3 separate regions of the Mus musculus genome follow, and all the other regions are linked to region 2. The links are chromatin contacts, called in public Hi-C maps. All regions are on one chromosome and are shown on one strand. Each heading gives the region's core, a stretch centred on a gene start, on an enhancer-like site or on the middle of the called end of the contact. The rest is flanking DNA. Distances are from core to core; before and after follow the strand shown. Region 1 overlaps Prkcb (protein kinase C, beta). Region 2 holds the start of Cacng3 (calcium channel, voltage-dependent, gamma subunit 3). Region 3 has its middle 52 kb from the start of Gm39082.

The links. Hi-C and Micro-C count contacts between places; a contact is called where the count stands out from the background.
Region 1: a Hi-C map of the N1E-115 cell line shows a contact between it and region 2, with 6 times the contacts expected there. The contact joins the enhancer-like site here to the promoter of Cacng3 in region 2. A contact is called at or near these places in 17 of 39 promoter capture datasets (the 3T3-L1 cell line, the C10 cell line, Sertoli cells and 10 more), 3 of 15 datasets of contacts at CTCF or cohesin (CD8 T cells, embryonic stem cells and pro-B cells), 36 of 484 Hi-C or Micro-C datasets (B cells, ECoMG myeloid progenitors, the G1E-ER4 cell line and 18 more), 15 of 115 datasets of contacts at active chromatin or transcription factors (PVALB interneurons, SST interneurons, embryonic basal ganglia and 10 more) and 5 of 9 other capture datasets (adipose tissue, embryonic stem cells, liver and 2 more).
Region 3: a contact with region 2 is called in a Hi-C map of the N1E-115 cell line, with 2.6 times the contacts expected there. The contact joins the enhancer-like site here to the promoter of Cacng3 in region 2. A contact is called at or near these places in 11 of 39 promoter capture datasets (the C10 cell line, cranial neural crest, embryonic stem cells and 5 more), 1 of 15 datasets of contacts at CTCF or cohesin (large pre-B cells), 2 of 484 Hi-C or Micro-C datasets (the N1E-115 cell line and ventricular fibroblasts), 3 of 115 datasets of contacts at active chromatin or transcription factors (SST interneurons, embryonic basal ganglia and forebrain) and 4 of 9 other capture datasets (adipose tissue, embryonic stem cells, liver and 1 more).

What each region holds. Positions count from the first base shown.
Region 1 is chr7:122,495,770-122,500,282 of GRCm38.p6, forward strand. All of the region lies in intron 5 of Prkcb (protein kinase C, beta), which reads left to right. Among named protein-coding and RNA genes, the nearest start is that of Cacng3, 170 kb to the right of the region's middle. Within about 2 kb of position 2,907, at least 14 of the 459 cell types and tissues checked have an H3K27ac peak or open chromatin away from gene starts, as enhancers often do. A contact at or near this core is called in the N1E-115 cell line, PVALB interneurons, SST interneurons and 1 more, where this site is marked.
Region 2 is chr7:122,669,799-122,674,620 of GRCm38.p6, forward strand. Cacng3 (calcium channel, voltage-dependent, gamma subunit 3) reads left to right here and starts at 1,946. Exons shown (of 4, transcript NM_019430.2): 1 at 1,946-2,186. The coding sequence starts at 1,976.
Region 3 is chr7:122,870,040-122,874,581 of GRCm38.p6, forward strand. No RefSeq gene overlaps it. Among named protein-coding and RNA genes, the nearest start is that of Gm39082, 52 kb to the right of the region's middle. Within about 2 kb of position 2,377, at least 19 of the 459 cell types and tissues checked have an H3K27ac peak or open chromatin away from gene starts, as enhancers often do. A contact at or near this core is called in the N1E-115 cell line, where this site is marked.

The DNA.
Region 1 (4,513 bases), core at 1,657-4,156, 170 kb before region 2:
GGCCAGGGTTACACACTCCTAATGATCCACCCCCTTGATCTTCTTCCTCTAGCTAGGTCCCACCTTGTCAAATTTCCACAGAAGAGCACCATTACCTAGGACTCTAGGCCTGAGCACTGTGGAGGAAGCTCTCTCATAGTCACCAGAACACCTAGCAGGCATCTGATATCTGATATCTCCCCCACCCCATCAGCTTGTTATCAGTTCTTAAGCAGTCTTCTGGAGACCTCTTTAAAGGTGAAACTGAGAGTGGGAATGCAGCCCAGAGGCGGAGGGATTAGCCTAGCACTCATGAGGCCCAGGTTTAATTCCCAGCACCACACGTTATAAAAATAAATGATAAATAAAATGAAACTATCTGGAACCTCATTTTTAAAACAACAACAAGAAGAAGTTTCTATGCAGTACTCACTTGCTTTGGTATGGTGGATGCTTAAATTGTTTCTATACCACTTGTCAGATAACTAATAGCACAAGCACTTCTGTCCCTGTGGCTTGTTTGTTCCTTCCCCGGGACATGGCCCAGCCATGACAAAGTTAGTGTCTGGCCTACCCAGAGACTACCAATATCCTTCAGGGCTTCAACATAATACATACACATACACACACACACACACACACACACACACACACACACACACACTCACATACACACACACACACACACACACACACACACACACACACACACACACACACACACACACACAGACTCTCCACTCTGGGATGGAGGCTGAGATTAGATTTCATTCCCTCCTCAGCATCTTTTTTTTATATATCATACTTTTTTTTTAATTACGTATTTTCCTCAATTACATTTCCAATGCTATCCCAAAAGTCCCCCATACCCTCCCCCCCACTTCCCTACCCACCCATTCCCATTTTGTTGGCCCTGGCGTTCCCCTGTACTGGGGCATATAAAGTTTGCGTGTCCAATGGGCCTCTCTTTCCAGTGATGGCTCAGCATCTTTTCTAAGCTAACAGGTACCTGTCCTTGCTCACCTGTCTGGCTCTCACCTGCCTGATCTGTCTGTATCATTTTTAAAAGGTCCTCCATCATGTTTGTTTGTTTGTTTGTTAACACCTTGATGAATGACGTGCTGACTTCCCTTAAGATGTGCCAGATATACCATCTGAGATGCAAAGATATGCTATTTTGGGGATAAATATGTTAATCTTTACCCAGAGGCATCCAAGACATCTGATGACAGCTTTCGCTTGTTCACTTCAAAAGAACAAGTGTGCCCATGTTTCACGGAGCCCTAGAAGCTGCTTCCATGGGAATGCAACCACTGACGAACCAAGAGAGGGCACATTCAACATCAAACTTGACCCAGGAAAACCTGCCAGGATTAGGGGGATGTCTTAGAGATAGTTGTATAGTCATGGTGTTTGAGACTGGTTGTCACCAAGTAGACCATGCTATCCTTGAACTTGAAGTTCCTTAAACTACAGAGCTCACCATCGTCCCCAGCACTGGCATGGGTTCCAATCCTGCTCTTCTATTGACAGCTATGGGATGTCAGATGCATCGTTCAACCTCCTCAGCTCAGTTTTCACATAAGTGAAGTGGAGAGAGAGCCCTATATGTATATCATAAGGTTTTGGTGAGGATTAAATGAGATTCATGTATAACCTGCGTTCAGTACAAGTCTTTTACAGGAGCTCACTCATCGTCATGTATTACAATTATTTAGTCTTTTTAAAAAATCATATTCTGAGATAAGTCATTTTTAGTCTTATTAAAAAAAAGAACAGAAGGAAATGGACTTCGTTCGACTCAGAAAGGGATGGTGAGTCACTGAGAGTGTTTCAGGCTCAGGGACGACATGATAAGATCTATGCTCCGAGAAGATTAATTTGTCTGCAGCTCGTAGGCTGACCTGCAAGAAGAGGGTACTGAGGTAGGTCTGTCAGGCAGGAGACTGACGTAAGTGTTCCAGCCGCTCAGTACAACATGGCAGCCACCAGCCACATGGGATCATTTAAATAGGAATCAATGAGAATTAAATGAAAAGTAAAGAATTCAGTTCTTCCTGTACAATAGCCAGACTTCACATCCTCAGCAGCCAGTGACCAGGGGCTGCTAGCAGGGAGAGCACACATTTCCATTCTTCCAGTAAGTTCTGTCAGACAGCGCTGGCCAAAAGTGGTGGTTCTCATACCTCAGGAGCCTCAGAATAAGCTGGAAGTTTTGTTACAGTAACGGAACACTCAGTTTGGTCTTTACTTCAAGAGGTCTGGGTGGTGTCTGTTGCCTATTAGCCTGCTGCAGTTTTGTGGACAATAGATGGAGAAACCACTTCTCAGTCTATGGGCTGGGAGAGAGAGGATCTTTCATCACACATAGGAAAGTACACGTCTCGGCTGTTTGCTCTAGCTCTGCCCCTGTCAGGTTTGGATCCAGCCTCTCTCTAGGACTGAGCGTCTGGGACCAGTCCTGGGGTTTTGTATTAGGGCAAGGTGTGCATGGGAGCTCGCTGTGGATTTTTGTGTTTGTTTTTGTTTTGAGACTCAGGTGTTCCCAGGCTGGCCTCCAACTTACTCTTGTAGTCAGGATAGCCTTGAACTCCCCATCCCCCTGCCTCTCCCTCCCAGGTGCTGGGAATTCAGGTGTGCACCACCACACCTCCTTCATGCTAGGGACTTGTTAGGCAGGCACCTTCCTAACCCAGCTCCATCCCCAGCCCTGCAGCTGCTGCAGTGGAAGCCAGTGCTGAAAGCAAGTATAAGTCAGAGCTTGGGCACCAGAGGGGTGCATCACAGAGCAGAGAAGGGACTGTCGCTCCCTGTCACCCTGCAGTTCACCTTCTGAGCCGTGGCTGGGGAAGAAGGAGGGGACAGAAGCTTTGAGGACCAAAAAGTCAAGGATTTGCTGCCTTTGTTCTTCCGTCACACCTGACAACTCTCTCCCTGAGGCAAGAGGAGATGACTCATGTCTAGCTGCAGGGCCTGGGTGGCGGGAAGAGCCTCGGGGCACAAGTGACAAAATCCAGTAAAGTGGGAATTGGGGAAACAAATCATTTAAAGCCATAGCCTATTATATATAGAGTCACTGTGTGCTGAAGGAAGAAACATCCTAGGGCTTGCTCTCTGTGAGCCAGAGATGGTATCTCAGGTGGGTCGGCTCTGCAGGGCATCCCTTTCCTTCTGAGCATTCTAGCCAGGCAGGGATGGGGGTGGGGTCTGTGCTAGAATGCACTTTATCTCTGCCATGCAAGCTTTTTGGAGATGAGCATCAGATTTATATCAGTGTCTGGTTAGGCATTCTTCCAAAAACCACCACCAGTATTTCTCCAGTAGGTAGCAAGTAGCTGTGACCTTCTTGGGGTGGCTGTTCTTGAAGTCCCACCAGTTTTCCCAGGATGCTCCCACATCATAGACATCCCCAGAGCTCAGTGTCTAAATGCCTAGGTATGTCAGAGGTTCCCCAGAATCCTCTTGCAATGATGAGGATGACATGGCCAGATGGTATCTTAACTCTTTGCTTGAGTGGTTTGGAAGTGTCTTTTGAATGAAACATGTGTATCTCTGCACATGTGTGTATGTCCAGTGGCAAAGAATAGGGGCCGTGTGGGGAGAGTTCAAAAGGTGCTAATCATGAATGGCTTTGAGATATGAACAGCTCAGAAAATTAGACAATGGGAATGGCAACTTCCCTTAGACTAGGCTCTTTACTTTATCATCCACACATGTTCCTCTGTCATGTACTTATCTATCCATCTGTCTGTCCATCGATCCATCCATCCATCCACCCCCCCACCCACCCATTCACCTATCCATATACTCATCTACTTATTGATTCATTCTTCCATCCAATCACCCACCCATCCCTCCATGTATCTACCCATTCAGCTATCAACCCATCCATCATGCAAACACTGAGCCATTCATATGTACATCCATCTGTGCAAACATCTATCACTCTACCTATCTACCCACCCAGCCACCCAGCCACTGGTCTGTCTTCCTACCCATCTGTCCATCTGTCCATTTACCCATTGATCCATGCACACACACAGCCCCAACATCTAACTATCGCTCTGTCATGCATTTATGATAAATGGGTTTACCAGGAACATTTCCCTCTTTTTCATGGCTTCTGCGCTACCGAGGATATTTGACAGTATATAACACGGAGACATTTCTCTGCTGGGACTCCTTCAACAGATTGTTTCTTACCCCATCGCCTCTGTACAACAGTAGAAGAAACAGAAAACTTATCTTCCTGTGACAGCTCTTTCCTCCGACTGCCTGGGGAACATGACTTGAGCATGTGGCTGTCAGGTTCTCAAAAATCCTTTGAGTTCCATGACTCAGTGATGTGGTTAATGTAGATAGGACTCTTCTATCAAAACGGGGAGCCCATTGAAGAAATGAGAAAATATGCACTGTTTCTCCAGAGAAGGGAAGCAAGACTGCCTTCCTCAGAGCTGGGGAGGCTTCTGTCCCAAGTGTCTGGAAATTAAACCCATCACTTAGTGATCACAGTGAGCAGATTGTGTGGCTTCTG
Region 2 (4,822 bases), core at 696-3,195:
TAACACTCAACTATGACAGCTGGTTGTGGGCACATCTCATGGGTTGTAGAAATAGCGCATGCAGCCTCAATTCCAAGCATCCAAATGGGTGTTACTACCTGTCAGCCCACAAGAAAATAATTGGTCAGAGCAATTCGGTGGAATGCCTGAAGTCAACTTAGTGTGTGTCCTTATCTATATGCTAGAACATATGGAACCGGGAAGCTGGTCTGTGCCAGTTCTTTTCAGCATTTGCTATTTCTGAGGGAAAGAACTCACAGGTGTGTGATGACATTTGTGCTTTGGGCAAGCAAGGAGCCCAGACCTAATTACACCTGCATCCTGGTCTGACTTAGAAGATGTTAACAAATGAACAGCACCAGGGCCTTTGGAGAGAAGCTGACGTTTTCAATGCTCTCTCATCCTGAATTCACCACCCCCTCAAATGTAAAAGTGTGAAAATATTTAAGAAGTGTATTCAGAAATCAAACCTTTACATCCCTTCATCCAAGGTCCCTGATATGTAAACAACAGTTTAGGTACATTTAGTTCCTTCAGCCCTTTAGAGGTATATATGTTCACATATACATATGAATGGTTCTGGGTCTGATGTAAGCACACTGTCTCCTGTGTAAATCTGAGCTCCGGAGACAGGAGGGTAGACATATTGGTTTGTTTTCTGAGGAATGAAATTGAGACAAATACACATAGACAACATTTTGCCCACCCAAGTGAGCCACCAGTCAGTCTCCCATCCCTTTAAAAAGATTAGATCTTTCCCGGCTTCTGTCTCCCTAGTGGACTCCTGCAGCAAAGAGCAAAGTTGCCTGGCTCATTGGGCTCAGGGATGAGGAGGAGGGTTGATTAGAGAATGCTGCGTGGGGTGGGCTCTGAGATAACGCGCGCGCCAGAGTGCGCTGTGGGCCCTTGTCCTTAACCCTTCCCTCTGAGGAGCCGGATCCGCCGTACTGCAGTGCCCTGAAGCCCTGATGCTGATTGCCCTGGGCTCCCGAAACTTTGCTTGGTTGTGGGCTTGAGTACGCAGAGCTGAGCTGGCTGGCTGGCTCTAGGAACGCACTAGGAGAGTGTTAGGGAAGGGACCCTTCAGCACCCGGAGTTCCTAGACTAGGACCACGAGGAACGGTGCAGCGGCAAGGGGAGCTGTCCCTTCAGCACCACGGACCTCCAACGACCCGGCCTTGAGAAGTGGGAGGCTGGGCAACAGGAGAGGAGCTGTCCGCTCAGCACCACGGACCTCAGCTCTCCGACGCAAGTGGCCGGCCCCCGCCCCAGGACTCTCCCTTTTCTCCAGTTTGCGCGGGGGTGTGGAGAGCAGGCGGAGAGCTTTCCTGGGAGGCTGGGGAAGCAGTGAACACTCTTCTCAGCGACTCGCCTCCCAGCAGAGCTATTTTTTGCCATCCGCCCTCACCCCCAGCACACGCGCTCGCACACACGCACGCACGCGCGCACACACACACAAACACACACTCACACACACATACACACGCACACACACACATACACACGTACACACACACTCACACACACGCGCGCACACACGCACACACGCTCACACGCTCACACACCAGACCTCTCTGGGTTTCTTTTGCCTTGAGTCTCTCGGGGCTGTGAGAAACCAGGCGCATCTCAAACCAAGCTGGCAGCTCCAAGCTCCGAAGCCATGCCCTGCACAAACGCTAGTCCTCACCAAGCTCCTGAGGAATGAAAGCAACCCAGGAATCCTCTGACCGCGGCAGTGATGTGGACCAACCCCCTGGAGCCCGCACCCTCCCGAGGGCCATAGAGGACTCGGGGAACTGGAGAGAGCCCAAGACAGGAAATCCCAGCTTTCCCAAAGTCCCCGTGGATGCTGACAAAAGGAGATCTGGATTTTTGGAAGAGGCCGTCCTAGGTTACCCAGCTGCAGAGTGATTCTCCCGTCTGTCACTGAATCTACCCCTCCAACCCCCAGCCGTTCAGAGTACCATGAAGAATTATGAGGATGTGTGACAGAGGTATCCAGATGTTGATCACTACTGTAGGAGCCTTCGCAGCTTTTAGTTTAATGACCATTGCAGTGGGCACGGACTACTGGCTATATTCCAGAGGTGTGTGCAGGACTAAATCTACAAGTGACAATGAAACCAGCAGGAAGAATGAAGAAGTAATGACCCACTCCGGGTTGTGGAGGACCTGCTGCTTGGAAGGTACTTACAAATTCCTCTCACTGGCTCTGAATGATCTGCTTCTAATGTCCTGACATGTGTTGGGGGGGAAATAGAGGCAATGGAGGGGAAGAAAAATAGTTTTAATTGTTGTTGGAAATATGTGAGGGTCCAGACTATGCTTCCACGGAGCCTGGTGCTGTGTGGATGGAAGGGTTGGGTCTTGTTGATTGGTTTTGGTCTATGCCAAATGTGATGTGATTTTGTAACGCTCTTAAACACCTTCTGCAGTTGAGAAAGCCTCTAATCCCGAGTCTCTAAGCATGTTGTGCACTGCTTGGATTTCTGTCTATAGAAGGAGACTTTGGATTTGTTTAATTACATTTTGGTGAATGGGGATTATTAAGGAATGGAAGCAGAGAAGACAGGAAGGTGCTGAGGGACTGATCTAACCTGGAGCACTCTGATCTGGTTTTTTATCTTTTAATCAATAAAAGCTTACCAGCCTCTTCTGAGTTTGGTCCAACTAGACATTGTCATGAACTCCCTTTGTTAACTTATACTAGGGAACAATATGTAAGCCCTAATCCCCACACCCTCACATCTAAAGAAAATGTCTTTATGAATAAGTGTTTCATTATTTAGGCTCAAAATAAAACTGAAGTCTTGGTGTTTGCTCTCCACCTGACTTCATTCATAAATCACGCCCATCACCAGCAAATGTATTTCCTTGACATTTAGATAAGACTGACTCTGAGAATTGCATCTCATTGCTTCTAATTTTAAAAATTAGAGGATTTGCTCTAAATTATAATGAGGTGGGCAGGCCATTTTAGAATGTGGAGCTCTTAGGTAGCCTATGTCACTACTAAACTTGCTTCACCACTTGAAGAGTGACTGTCAGTTTCAGTGGACAATACCTGGGTATCACAAGGAGTGAAAAAATAATGAAGAAAATCAAAGCTTTGTGAACCTGCTACCTAAGGGAGCCACTAGATTAAAGGGCCACTAAGAAGGGATTTTGTCTGCTTGGTTGATTTTTGCTGTTTCTCTGGCTTCCAGGAAGTCAGTGAAGTTTATCACAGTGATAGTCAGGAAAATACAGGCTTCCTCCCCTCCCCTCGATCTCCCTTGGTTCCTCCCCCTGCATTCCCTGTGGCATTTCTCAGGGTTTCTTGGGAACTCGCATTTATGTAAATGACTTGGGAACTAATGCTATGACATCACTTGCTAGTGTAATATTGCATCATTCTCTGGCCTCCTTCCCACGTCCTGACGCTCTGAACTCTCCTGCCTATAGCGCCACTACAGTTGATTCTGTTTCCAACACAGATTTGCAACTGGTGGGAAACCCAGGAGGGAAAGGGCTACTTCATGTGAAGTCAGAAAACACCAAGTACTGCTGCAAATGGTCTCTATACTCTTAGCTAAGAGATTTGTCCCTTTTAACTCTCAGTTAACCCAAGAAATGACTGATTCAGAATCAATAGTCTTGAGTTAGAACTACTGAAGCGTACACTGCAGCCAGTAAACTGACAGAAATTCTAAAATGTGGTTATTTCTGACCATTTGCAGTCGGCTAGCATGAGGTCATTCACCTTGGAGAATTTCCACCATTCCCTTTGCTGTGTTGGCAATTATGAATCGAATCAGTTTTGCAATGCTGTGATTGGTATATATGACGATGCCTACATAAGTGGCATTAAAAAAAAAAACCCGGGTTCTTCCCCAGCTAAAAGCCATACAGAAGTACATCAGGTTTATAGTCATTTTGCCCCTTGGAAATATTCTGGAAATGTAAAATTAAACAGTGATACTGACATTCTTCACCCTGCCTCATTTATTTAAATGTCTGTCAGGATAAAATCAGGGCCTACATTTCCTGAACCTTTCTTCAAACCTGCATAAAGAGCATTTCCTCCTCTCTTCGACATGCTGCTCTAGGCCTACAGTTCATGCCTGGGACCAAAGCCCCAACTGAGTGTTCCATGGCTTCAGTCGGGTAACTGAGAAAGGAGATTGGGGAAGAATTAGAAGGACTGGAGATGTGTTCTTGGGCTAGTCAGTTCTTTTGAGAAAACTTGTTGGAGCCTTCTTATAGTTTTTCTCAGCTAAGTCTCATGTTCTAAAGCATTCCATTCGGAAAGATACATAAACCATTATGAACCGGAAAAGTTTTTACCATCTAGATGGGCCTGGCGAAAATTTGAAGCCAAGATTCTTCTTAATGGATTGAACACATCGGGTGCTCAAGAAATTTGCAGGAACCTCTGTTTTCTGCATGGTAAGACACATGCAACAGACAGCATATATTCTAGGATCTCCATCCTCTGTAAGGATGAAGATAGATAGCCATTTCTATTCACTAGCTCCTGTCTGTCTCAGAACAGCAACATTCTCATCTTCTGGTTTTCTAAACATCAAAGAACCTATGTAAGGAGTATTTTAAATTATTTTTTTCTTACACATCATTTAGAAGAGTTCTTTTTTCATACTTTAAGAGCCATGAGACAATGTGAATATTTTGCTCCAAATAAGAAAATACTCAGGAGGGACATGACAGCTGTATGCAAACTTATGAAAGGCTGTCATTTGGAAGAGAGATTTGAAATGTTCTTTGTGGCCTCAAGGGGGTCGGTGTTTTACCTAAATATAAATAACTAACCAGCGTGGGGTAA
Region 3 (4,542 bases), core at 1,127-3,626, 200 kb after region 2:
CACTTGGGAGGCAGAAAAAAATGGATCTCTGTGAATTTGAGGACAGCCTCATTTACATACTGAGTTCTAGGTCAGCCAAGACTATATGGTGAGACCCTCTCTCAAAAAAAAATTTTAAAATTAAAAAAAAAAATCTGATCAGACCCCAAGTCCCCTCCCAATTATATTCACTTCCAGGAGTCACCACAATCCTACCCTTTCGAGAATCAATTCCTGCCGGGGAGTGCTAACACGACTTTGATCCCAGCACTCAGGAGGCAAAGGCAGATAGATCTCTGAATTGGAAGCCAGCCTGGTCTATACAGTGAGTTCCAAGACATTCAGGAATACACAGAGAAACCCTGCCTTGAAAAAAACCAAACAAACAAAAAAAAGGTCCACAAGGCCTTTTTTTAAAAAATCAATTCCTTGGGGCTGGAGAGAATGAATACTCAGTGGTTAAGGGCATTGACAGCTTTTCCAGAGAACCAACACACACACACACACACACACACACACACACACACACACACACACACACAGCAGCAGCAGCAGCAGCTCACAACTCTCTGTGACTCCAGTTCAAGGCAATCCAACACCCTCACACAGACATATATATGAAAGCAAAACACCAATGCAAATAAAATAAAAATAAATAAATAACCAGGAAAAAAAGGATCAATTCCTTGTTTGGGCTCATAGTTTCACCACATAAAACGCCCCAGAACATCCACAGAGCAGAGAGCAGAAAGTCAGGCCTCTGGGCAGCTGTGTCCTAAACAAGCTGCATCGAAAGGCAATCAGGCCTGTTTACTTCCATGTAGCACGGAGCCACATAGCCCTGAAGCCTATTAATAACATGCATAATGATACATCCAAATTCATTCATCCATTCCCTTTTGAATGGTCATGTGGGTGACTCCCAATATGAGGCTATCACAGGCATTGCCTCCATGAACACTGTGCATGATTCCTGGTACCCAAGACAGCGCACTTCTGTAAAGTATACATGTGTCTAGGAGTAAAAAACGCCAAGTAACAAAGCTCTAAAATTATAGGTGCAGACACCTGGCTTTGCAAAGTGATTCTGTCACTCTCTGTGTGTGCTGCAGCGTTCCCATGGTTCTGCATCTGTACCAACACTGAGCATCCTGTCTGGTACCCCTCCCTGTCTCTGTTGGCTATTGCTGCAGAATAATAGATGGCCTTCAGAAATCACAAGACAGCAGGCATTTTCTCACACCTGTTCTTGGGTTAAGAATCCAGAGATGGCTTAGTTGGAATGTTCTGAGCCTCTCAAGAGTCTGAGGTCAAGATGTTATCCAGAGCCATAGTCATTTGGAAGTTGAACTGAGCAGGAAGATCTGTTTCCAGCTCCCTGATACAGCTGGTGGCTGGGAGCCTCCATTGGTTGGACCACAGTGTCCTCGGGGAACTGCTTATGACAGGACAGCAGGCTTCCCCAAGCAAACTAATGGGGGGGGGGGAACACCCAGATGGAACTCCACGTGACTTTCATAAACTAAACTCGGGAGCAGCATATCAACATTTTCTGTTGATCATACACACTAGCTCTGATAATAAATGGGAGATTACAAACACCAGGGCATGGCGACCATTCCGAACCATCCTGAAGGCTGCTTACCACTCACCGTGGCTTCAGTTTACCTAAAATTGATTGTTCATATGTTGAAGATGTTCACACTTGTATTGGCCATGAGGTTTGTGAGTATTTTGTGGGTTTTTTTTTTTCTTGTTGGTTTGTATTTTTCTTAGTGATTTATAGTACTTTTAATTGTTTAGAGTCAAGGTTTCTCTAGGCATCCCAGGTTGACATCAAAGCTATGATCCCTCTGCCTCAGCCTCTGCATTGGTAGTATTATCTGTGTACCTGAACACTTGGCTTGAAGGGTACTTGTATTCTAGATAAGACACCTTTTATTCTGCATTACAACTCTTTTCCCGCGTGGGGCTCATCTTTTCACCTTTTAATGAAGCCTTTCTTATTAATGAAGTTTCCCTTTGGTGTTAGAGATCAAACTCAGGGTCCATGGAAAACAGGCAAATACTCTACCACTGAGCCCTAGCCCTAGCCCTTACTAATGCCTTTTAATAAAGAGAAGTTCTTATTTGAGCAGAGCCAAATCCATAGCTGGTGATTTGTATCTTACTTAACAATTTTCTCCTGAGGTCAGGAAAACATTCTTTCATATTATCTCCTAAAAGCTTTATTATTTGCCTTCTAAAAGTTAGATCCATAATGCTCTTGGAATAGATTTTGTGCAGGTATGATGTAAGGGTCTAATTTTATGTTTTTTCTGTCCTGGTCCCCTATTGTCCCAGCACTGTTTATGAGAACACTGTCCTTTTCTATGGCTCTGCTGAGTCACCCTGATGATGCCTGTTTCCAGGCACAGCGCTCTGATCAATGGCTCCTTTTGTTGGCTCTGGTTCACATGTCACACGTTTTTAAGCAGATCTTTGTATTAAGTCTTAATATCGTGTCTGGTAAGATCTCTAGCTTTGTTTCCAAGAAGCACAAAGGAAAATGATGCACTTCTTCCTCCAGAGTGGCTGTTCTGGGGAGTAATGAATGGTTTCTGCCCTTAGGAGTGCCTAAATCCTGATAATCCTTTAATATCTAAATGATCGCTCACCTTGTCTGTGACATCTCCCCCAGGTATAGAATCCCTCATCTGACCACCTCTGAGAACAAGGGCCCATCCCTGTCAAGTGGCTAGCTACACAGATTGCTAATTCCTGTGACTGCTTTATTCCCTGTTCTAGAATGCAAATGTTCCAAAGGCTCCTTCGAGGCTCGCATCTCATTCAGCGTTGTCAATCTAGCACAAGACCTATACACAGTAGATACTCGGTAAGTATTTGTGACATCAGTGTATTTTCATCATTTGAACTGGTGTTTAATTGTAACATGGAGCACCAGACTAAAGAATGAATTTTACTTCCCCAAAGTCTCCAACGGTATCCAAATTCAAGTTTCTAATCAGTAATCATGCACAGACTTGGTGTTAAAACTATAATGTGATATTCAGCTAACTCTGGGCTTACACTATACAGCTCTTATGGTCCTTCGTGAACAAGAACTGAAGTCTTATTTCTGATTGCAAAGAGTCAAAATAAAAACACAAATCCCTTGAATGCTCTCTCTCTCTCCCTCTCCCTTTCCTTCTCCCTCTCCCTCTCCCCCTCTTTCTCTTTCACACACACACACACCTTCTTCTTGTTTTCCCACTCTCCTCCATGTTTGTAGGCTCCATAAAGAGTAATAGGAATGAAGGCAGTGCCAACATCTTCTCATCTCTTGCTGTCACAATCCTCCTTTCACCCACCTTGTAGATGCCAATGCTGGCTATCCCTGGGATCCTGTATGAGCCTTCAGGAGCCCCTGAAGGGTGGTACCTCGTCCCTAGGAGTACTCACATGCCAAAAGTCCATGAGCTCAAAGGCACTTTCCTTCATCCCACCAGAATTCTTATCCCCAGGGAAGTGAGATGAGGTTCTGGCCAAGCTGGCCCTGTGCCAGTTGTTAAGCTGTTATCTCTCAGCCCCAAACTCGACACTGAGGTCTTGTGATCCAGGAGCCAGCAACTGGAAGAGCACATCTCTGCATTTCTAGCTGCTTCCTGCTAGGTTCTGTTCTCTGAGGGCATTAGAGGGTGACTGAGGCTGCAAAAGGAGCAGGCTCTTTCTCTTCTCCTGAGTACCCCTAGCAATATTTCCTGTCTCCTGATTCTTCCTCCCATGATACCAGCTGATCCCAGTCTGCAGCCGGAAACTGTCCTGGGAAGACAGCCCCAGTGCGTTTTTCTTCAGTCCCAGCCCTTGCATACAAATCTAACCATCAGTGCCCAGAGTACCTGTCTCCAAGTGTTAATTCCATTTTATCATTAATTCCCCAAAACTAGGGGCATTGAAATTCTCTTCAACTGCTTCCTCTCTAATAAATCAATAATGTCTTCAAGCAGTTTTAGTTACCTGGTTATCTTCTTATCTGTTGGTTGGTTGTTTTGGTGAGACAGTCTTGAGCATCCCAGGTTGCCCTCAAACTCACTGTGTAATTGAGATAACCTTGAACTTCTGATTGCTAGAACTTACAGACATGCCTCACCACACCTAGTTTCTACTTAACGGTGCTTTGTGTTATATTTTCTTATTAAGCAGCTAATAAGGTTTCTACGTGGGACTGACAGAATAGTGCAGATTCTCCTCCTAGCAAAGCACTTTCCTGTTCTTATTCATTCACGCCAATAACCCCAATGTAAAAAGTCTGGGTACAGTCCTCAGGAAATTTGAGCTCTCCCAACTTCTAATGCCAGACATAAAAGAAGATATCTAAAGTTTCTCTGAGTCTATTTGGCCAACTGAAATAGAAATAGCAGAGGCTAGCCTCTTGCTTGGTTTCCAAAAAGAGACCATGACCAAAAGCAGCTTGAGGAGAATTGTGCTTACTTGGCTTATATGCCTCCATCACTTGTCCATCCTCTTGAGGGAAGCCAAGACAGGAACTCAATCAGGGCAAGGACCTAGAAGCAGGAACTGATT